Regions from separate parts of the Mus musculus genome. Here regions 2 and 3 are each linked to region 1. Evidence: chromatin contacts called from public Hi-C data. All regions are on one chromosome and are shown on one strand. The core of a region is the stretch at or near the end of the contact, and the rest is flanking DNA. Distances in the headings are between cores, read along the strand shown.

The links. A called contact is a pair of places that touch in the nucleus more often than the background predicts.
Region 2: a contact with region 1 is called in a Hi-C map of muscle stem cells, with 4 times the contacts expected there. The contact joins two enhancer-like sites. A contact is called at or near these places in 3 of 484 Hi-C or Micro-C datasets (cochlea, muscle stem cells and uterus), 2 of 115 datasets of contacts at active chromatin or transcription factors (astrocytes and differentiating embryonic stem cells) and 2 of 9 other capture datasets (embryonic tail and embryonic trunk).
Region 3: a Hi-C map of muscle stem cells shows a contact between it and region 1, with 2.7 times the contacts expected there. The contact joins two enhancer-like sites. A contact is called at or near these places in 8 of 484 Hi-C or Micro-C datasets (adipose-derived mesenchymal stem cells, embryonic stem cells, muscle stem cells and 3 more) and 2 of 115 datasets of contacts at active chromatin or transcription factors (astrocytes and double positive thymocytes).

What each region holds. Positions count from the first base shown.
Region 1 is chr7:37,341,886-37,344,466 of GRCm38.p6, reverse strand. It overlaps a transcript of Zfp536 not described here. Among named protein-coding and RNA genes, the nearest start is that of Gm30483, 15 kb to the right of the region's middle. Within about 2 kb of position 1,281, at least 28 of the 459 cell types and tissues checked have an H3K27ac peak or open chromatin away from gene starts, as enhancers often do. A contact at or near this core is called in muscle stem cells, where this site is marked.
Region 2 is chr7:36,134,713-36,137,293 of GRCm38.p6, reverse strand. No RefSeq gene overlaps it. Among named protein-coding and RNA genes, the nearest start is that of Gm36340, 18 kb to the left of the region's middle. Within about 2 kb of position 1,278, at least 5 of the 459 cell types and tissues checked have an H3K27ac peak or open chromatin away from gene starts, as enhancers often do. A contact at or near this core is called in muscle stem cells, where this site is marked.
Region 3 is chr7:36,309,670-36,312,250 of GRCm38.p6, reverse strand. No RefSeq gene overlaps it. Among named protein-coding and RNA genes, the nearest start is that of Gm46016, 140 kb to the right of the region's middle. Within about 2 kb of position 1,285, at least 17 of the 459 cell types and tissues checked have an H3K27ac peak or open chromatin away from gene starts, as enhancers often do. A contact at or near this core is called in muscle stem cells, where this site is marked.

The DNA.
Region 1 (2,581 bases), core at 32-2,531:
TACACACAGAATTCTGGCATTTTCTGCAGCCTGTCTCTTTTCAGACTGGGCATGGGGAGCACTCTGAAATAGACAGGAAAGAGGGAAGAGACAGGCAGGGAAGTGATACATTTGTTAGCCACGTAATGATTGAAAACCAAACCAAACCAAACCAACCACCCCGCCCCCCGGTCCCACAAACGCTGTAGAAATGGCTCCTCAGATCTCCAGCTTCAATATGGATTTATTTTTATTACATAAATACATCACTGTGGTATTGTATTTTAAAGAAATAGCGCCCTGCGCCAGGGCAGCAAAAGTTGCTGGACGCTGTGCCCGGTGGGGCCGCCACTGTGGCTCTTGGCCTTCCCTGAGGCCTGGATCCCCGTCTACCGTGCCACCTGCCCTGCCACCTCAACATTCTTTCTAAGATGCCAAGTTTCTGCGGCTCCTGGAGCACCACTCTCCTTTGTTCTGAGGACTCTCTCCACGAGGAGGCCAACTGCGTCTTTACAAAGAAACTAAGGGGCAGGATCTGAACCTATGTGGGAACGCAGGGGCCCCCCCAGCAGGTGGCCGCGCATGCGCTGAGGCAGAAGCCAGGGAAAGTTTGTGCTTTTTGCTGTGATTACTGTCCCCCAAGCCTCTGCTCACTGAGGGGTTCTGAGCTCACACACCCCCCCCTGCTTCCCCGGCACACTCCGGTTTCTTAGCTCCTGCAATTAGATCCCGACTAAGGCAGGCACACCCCACGTTATTCACTGGGGGAGCTCTGAGAAGATCACTTCAGGAGTCTGAGCTGTCCCTAAGGGACTCATTTCACAGAGACCAGCCTCCCCCCACCCCCCAATGCCCAGGAATCCACTCTTCACTTTTTCTTTTTCTTTCTTTCTTTCTTTTTTCTTTTCTTTTCTTTTTTTGGGGGGGGGACCAACTCTTCCTTTTCCCTGAAGGTGGCAGTAAAGGAAAAAAATGAGCCTCTTTGAAGAGTTGGGAATTTTATTACAAAACAGATGGCGAACTGGGCATCCCCGTTGTCCCCCCCCCCCATGTGCCCGAAAGCCTTGGTAAAGGAAGCTATAGCCCCTCAGAGTGGTGTTCGCAGGATTGCTCCCCTCGCATAGTGGCAGCGTGGTAAGTCAGCCCAGAGCTGATGACCACGGGCTCAGCCGGCCTCCTCGTGCCCCCCTTAGTCCCTTACCAGGATAATTGAGGACCATAATGCGGGGGGAAGAGCGCAGAGGCTCCCGCGGGCTGTCAGGTATCTGCTAGTGTCTTCATGTCATCCGTCAGCATTGAGCCTCTCTGTCATCTCTTCTCAGCCTTCAGCGCCGTGAGCCCTCACCACGTTCATTATCTCGGCTCAGGCCGGCCCTCCCCCCGGCTCCCCCCACCGGGTAAATGCATCTTTGTGCAACTCTCAGTCTCCGATTATGAATCGATGATCATGTGGTATAAGAGAGATAGATGGCTTTTAGTCGCATCTTGGCTTCCCTAATTGTAAAATATTAGTTACATTACACTGTGTCTTTTGATTAATGGAACTTATTTGGAGTAGCCTATCCGAACCCTCCCCCTTCCACAGCCCTCCACTGACTTTTGAGAATTGAGTGATCTCACTTAAAGCAGACAAATAGGCCCTTCAGTGAGGAGACAGCGGCGCTGCGATACTGAGGGCCAGACAGGCTCTGCAGACAAAGTCCTGTGTTCCCGAGAAAGGCTTCAGCCTCGCTAACGCCAGCCTCACACCTCTGATCCGCCCTGGACAGCGAGTTTCTCCTTCTGTGTCATTTCCCCCTCTTGGCAAACAAAACCCATCTTGCTGACTTGCAAAACAGGATGTGAAACAAAATTTAATTAAAATTAAATAAATCGCAGATTGCCGAATCGCCACGTCCAGCTTTCAAGGAGACAGTCAAATCTGAACTTTGATGGATTTCAGTCCTGGCTATGCCAGGGGGCTCCCTTCTTCCTGGATGGCATGTGGCTTCAAATCAGCCTCGTGTCCATCACATTAGACATGGGAAGATGTTTGTTCTTTAACTGGGAATTTAGTTTGCACAATTTATTTAAATATGATCTGTTGATAAAGCCTTTGCCACATAAAAGGGAAAATAGTGGCTATATCTGTTTATTAGTTGCTTGCTCTTAGCCACCAGGCTTTGGGGTGATAGATCCCTCATAAATAACCTATTCTTTAGTAGAAATCCAAGGCCATATTCACTTCAACTTATCAGCTCAATTCAAAAGGTCTATTTCTTGTCAATGGGTGCAATGTCTATATCTTGGGAATCAGGAAGGCTTCGCAAACGCCTAAAAGACGCCACAGATCGGAACTCCAGCATGCATTCTGGTGGGGCATTTTGAGGACACATGCTATATAGAATGCATGCAAGTATTCATATCTATTCTTAGTTTTACAGGAGCTGCTTTGTATTTTATTCTGACCTTTGGGTTTTTCTTTTTTTTACTTTTATTCATATATATACATATATATATTTTTTTTCAGACACTGACACTTCTTGTGTTTCCTGGGGACATGCTATTTCATTTAACAGACTTGTAGCAAAAGATTGATTTTATTATGTGTATAGAAAGCTGG
Region 2 (2,581 bases), core at 29-2,528, 1.2 Mb after region 1:
TAGGTAGTGTGCCTCCCCTGGCCACTCGCACTTGTTAGCAAGCAAAGCCAAGTCCAAGCTATGGAGCCTTGTCTCCAATTACTTTACCCAGATTGAAAAAGCAGGTTCTCCTTCCCAGGACGCCAAGGATGAAAAAGGACAGGAAATATACAGGAAACACACACACACACACACACTCCCCGTGAAACACCACCCCAAAGGACAAACGCAGTAATCCCACCAATGATGCTCCAAGCCAGTGATGGCTAGCAGCCGACAAATACCCGCAGACCTCAATCCATTTTTATTGTATTCAGGCTGCAATGCTGTATTTCCTGCCTCCCCTTAGCACCACACATACAGTGTACTTGAAAACAAAAATCCATAATATTGATCCCGCGATGTCACCACAATTATTCTTTTGAAACAGCCATTGAAAACAAATTACGTCTGCACTGCCTTTTCATCCGCCTGCTGTGGGTGAGCAATGCTCACTGTGGCCTCCAGCACCAGGGTGTTAGCACTGTGTCACAGCCGACAGGACAGCCCAGGGAAAAAGCAAGCAGGGGGTTGGGGGGGTGGGGGGACAGGGGGGGTGTTGTGAAGAAAACCAGATCAAAAGGGTCAGCCTGGCTGGGTGTCCAGGAGAGGGTGTGGCCTCCCATGAGGAGGCAAACTAGCTGAGCCAATCTGGGGAAAAGCCTGGACTTCCTCTGAAGCTGATGTTGGAGCTCTGGGGCAGGGAGGGGGTAAGGGGGGGGGGAGTCCCCTATCTCAGTAAACCAGAGATTTAGCCAAACCCTCATCTCTAGATATTCTCCTTTTAAACCTAATAGCAGACATAGGCTTTGAGCTTACTTAATGTGCTAATTCTATGGACAAATTGAAGTCTCCTTAACAGAGCTGAGCTGAGGGATAGCTAGACAGATGTTGTCCACTGGGGGGGGGGAATCCCCCCCCCAAGGCTTTCCTCTTTAGCAACAAGCTGCCTCCCCAGAGCACAGAGAAGTAGCAGAGATTCATTGGAGAGCCAAGGACTGCTACAAATGTGGTGGTCTAACCCCTGTAGATCCCCTATCAAACACGTTCATCCTGACCCCCTTCCCCAGGAATGGCCGCGTTTTGGAACCTGCCTGTTTCCTTTAGATCACTGTCCTTGGGAAAATTCTCTGCCTAGTAATTAAATTCCCTGCCACAGAGTGGTAGGCAAAGGGAAATTCTTTTGTTAAGGTTTGACCACACAAGTCAGAGCGGTGGCTGTAGCAGTCGGGAAGTGATAACTTTGGGCCGTTAAAAAAAAAAAAAAAAAAAAAAGAAAGCCAATAGCCTTGTTGACATGGACATGGGAACCTAACCCCTGAAGCCTCCTGGTATGACGCATTGATTTTCCTGTCCGTGTACAGTTCTAAAGCCATCCATTCTGCATGGTCAAGACTCCAAGGGCCAGCGAGAGAAGGGGGGAAAAATCTGATCTTGCCTGGTACCTCCAGGCAAAGCTGAGAAATAAATTCCATGTTTTGAGAGCTGATTTGTTCAAGCTATGTTTAAGGGAATATGACTGCATTAAAAAAGAGACAAAAAGATATTTTGTTGCCCTGACCCCCTTTTACCTGTGGACACCCATCTTTATGCCAAAACCTTCATACCATAGGCTGACTTAGAAAGGGTGTAGGATGTTGGGGGGGTGGGGAATAAGGACAGCTTTGGCAAGCAAGAAGTTTCTTTCTTTATGATGCCATTAAGCTGCCTGAAAATTCCTCAAATAATCCTGTTCTACCCACCTGCCATTTCTGAGTCCTGTGTGAGTATGAGTTTTATAGACACTCTTGCTCCTTGTTTTGGGGTTCCTTGAACCCTTGCAATGGCTCTGCTTGCTTTGAAATCCTTTTGGTCCACAGCTAAGCCAGGCCAAGTTGACCCTCCCTTCAGGTCTGCCTCTGAGGCATCCCAACCCACCCTCCCCACGAACAGGGGCAGCTGGGCACTACTAGATCCCAGAAGAGCCTTCTAGGATGGCCTGGCCTTCTCCAGGGGACCCCCAGGGTCCTCATCCATGCCATCCTGGTCTCTGTAACAACCCAAACTCCTGCCTGTTCTCGGCTGTGACAAGCAGGGAAGTTGGGTGAAGGAGAGAGAATCCGGGCTTTGGGGAAATTTGCTGAGATGCCGCCTGGGGATCCCGTGAGCAGCCAGTTTTACGTGCTCAGGACTTTCTGGAGCATTTAGCTATTTTAGCCGCAAATAAAGAAAGCTTTGGCATCGGTCAGGAGGCAGCCATCACAGAGGTGGGAGACTAGCGTTCGAATTGCACGTTTGCAGAGCCTTTCTTCGAAGTATTACATACATCATTTCCTGGTGCAGAGGAACACTGAGCTCAAAAAAATAAATAAATAAATAAAAAAGAGATCAAAAATTATAAAAATTTTCTGACCTAGACAGAACTAAAAGCTGAATGCAAACCCAGAAAACACTAAAATGAATTTCCTCACAAGATTTCTGTACACACCCAGCGTCAGCTTATCCCAAGTGTATACAGTGCAACACGATACCAGCAGGCAAGCACTCTAGTTAATGTCCTAAACCCAGTCACACAAAACATTCC
Region 3 (2,581 bases), core at 36-2,535, 1.0 Mb after region 1:
CTGGCACTATGACACTGAACAACTGTGCACAGCAGTAGTCTGTAGACTAATAAATGTCACATAAATGACAAGTTAAAACTGCAATTCAATAATTTAAGAAAATTATCTGTAGCCTTTCCGAATTAAGGCAAAGACAAGGAAAGCGACAAGATATGCTTTTTTTGAATGATCTCTTCCAATAGGTAGTATTTTGAGCTATTGGTTGAATCTTAAAAGGTAGCTTAATGCTGAGAAGAACATTCTAGACAGAAATCAGGATGAGTATAAATATCCTTAGCAGGAAGCAAATTGACCAGTGTGAGGAGCCAGGATCCCACTGTTGCTGCAATGCCCAGTAGATGAGGCCAGAGAAGAGGGCAAAGCATCTTCACAGAGGACACATGATGCTAAGGAACTTGAGTTTGGGCCTGATGTCCATGGGAAGTCACTGGAAAGGCACAAGCAAGGGTATTGGTCCCTCTTTCTTATATTTGCCATTCACATTGGCTGTTGTGTGGGTAAGGAACTCTTATGAGTAAGGAAAAAACAGGGAATGCTTGCAGGGATATACTATGGCCATTTAAATGATGGCTGAGTCTCACCACTTCAAACTAGGCAACTGTTCTGGATTTGAAGCACACGAGATTGATTATGGCTGGCCTGAAGAACTGGGACATTGGTTTATGGCCCATTCCCTTCTGATGCTAGGATGTGGAAGAGCACCATACAGCATGTGATCCTCTGCCTAAATGCATAAAATATTCAAGGGTCCCAAATCACACTCCAAGCAAAAAGTCCCCTTCAAGGTTCCCAGAGGTTCAATTCCACCTACTTTCCCTGCTTTTCATTTACCTCAAATGCTTCCAGCTGGAGCTGGAAGCTGACATGTCAACACAGTGTCTGGCCATAAACGCTTCCCAGCGACCAGGAAGCAGGCAGTCCGTTACAATCTCCACAGAACGTCTGATTCTGTCAGAGGCTTTCCCACCCCCACATGGCTGTACCATATCTGCATATAGGTTCCCACTGGCTTCAACTGAAAGCACGGTGCCCTGAGCTGCACAATCACAGGGGAGATGGTGACAAATCCCTAATTCCAGGGGGTCCTGGCATCCTCGATACACTGTCAAATCACCCTTGCATACACTTGACCTTCCAGGAATCTGCCTTGGCTAGCTAGTTCCTGATTAACAACCTTTCTGGATTTATCAACTGCTAGGACTTGCTGGCTTCCACCCAGACCCATCTGGGTAGAAGTACCCAGTGATCCTGGCATCTGGAAGCATTTGTCTTAAAAGAGCCAATTCCCTCTTGATGTTGATTATCAAGTTCAGCTTCCAGCCAACTGAGTAGATATTCTCTTCCACAGTCCATATCCACCTAACTCTGACCACAGCGTGTGTGTATGAAATGTCCCTCCTGCGGGGCTATTGTTCTGTGGGCAGCCGCTGCCTCCAGCCTGATGGGGAAGGAGGATGAGCAAACATGTCAACATCATTTGCCATGCCAACACACACACACACACACACACACACACACACACATGTGCTGTGACAGATGTGGTTATTCCTGGCAGAATGCACAACAGGTACAAACCAGGGCAAGTGCAATGCCCCAAGGGTAGGAAGCCTGGGTTAGCTCCACATGTTCCCGCTGACACAGGTTCATCTGGGCAGAGACAAGAGATACTGCTCTGAGCTGTATGAACCAAGACTTCCAAGAAGAGAGAGCCAGAGCAGCCCTCCTCAATGAGCCTAATGCAGAGACAGGATAGTAATGAGAGAGCTCATGAAGAGGAGGCTGGGCTAGGGCCTGCAGCATCAGCCTGGGCTCCATCCCCTGGGACAGAGTCCTCCCCTCCCTGTGTTCCGCTCCTCTGTTCCCACAGCTGAAGCCAGGCCTCATCAGAGTAACATTAGAATTGACTCACACAAAGTCAGGAGCCAGACCAAGATGCTGCTGACTCAGGATGGCTCCTAACAATCCCTTAGAGAGGAGGCAGTATGGCCTTGCATAATCAACCCTCAGCACAAGACTTTTTACATGCTAATATAGAGGATGGACCATGAGTACATATGTAAAGTATGAATGTATTATGCAACTTCAACAATTCCTCCTTTGCCAAGCATGTATATGTAATTCATAAATATGCATCAGAGAAACAGGATCAACTACACATTCCCTCAGCTTGATGCTTCTCCAACCCCATGACCTGGCTTTGACCATTTAGTTGGACAGGATGTTTCCAAGATAGTTGTGTTCCTGGAGTAACTTTGGACACAGTGAGCAGTCATGTGAACATGCCCAGCCAGCCTTTCCTCCATAGTGAAGCCACAAGAGAGACACAGGGACCTTCCCAGGGCACTCTGTCTCTGAGGTTCTTCACCCACGCAGTGCATTAGAGGACTGGGGTCCAGTTTAACATCCACCCTGCTGGCCTCGTGGCGCCAGCTCTGCTGATCGCCTCTCTTAAATACTAGCTTAAGAGGAAACAGAACCTTTAGTCATGGTCCTATTCTGTAGAACCCTGCTGCCTACCTCTCCAGCCCTTCCGCTCCAAGGGTAGTAGGAAGTGAGGGCTCCGTCCCAAGATCTGAAACCT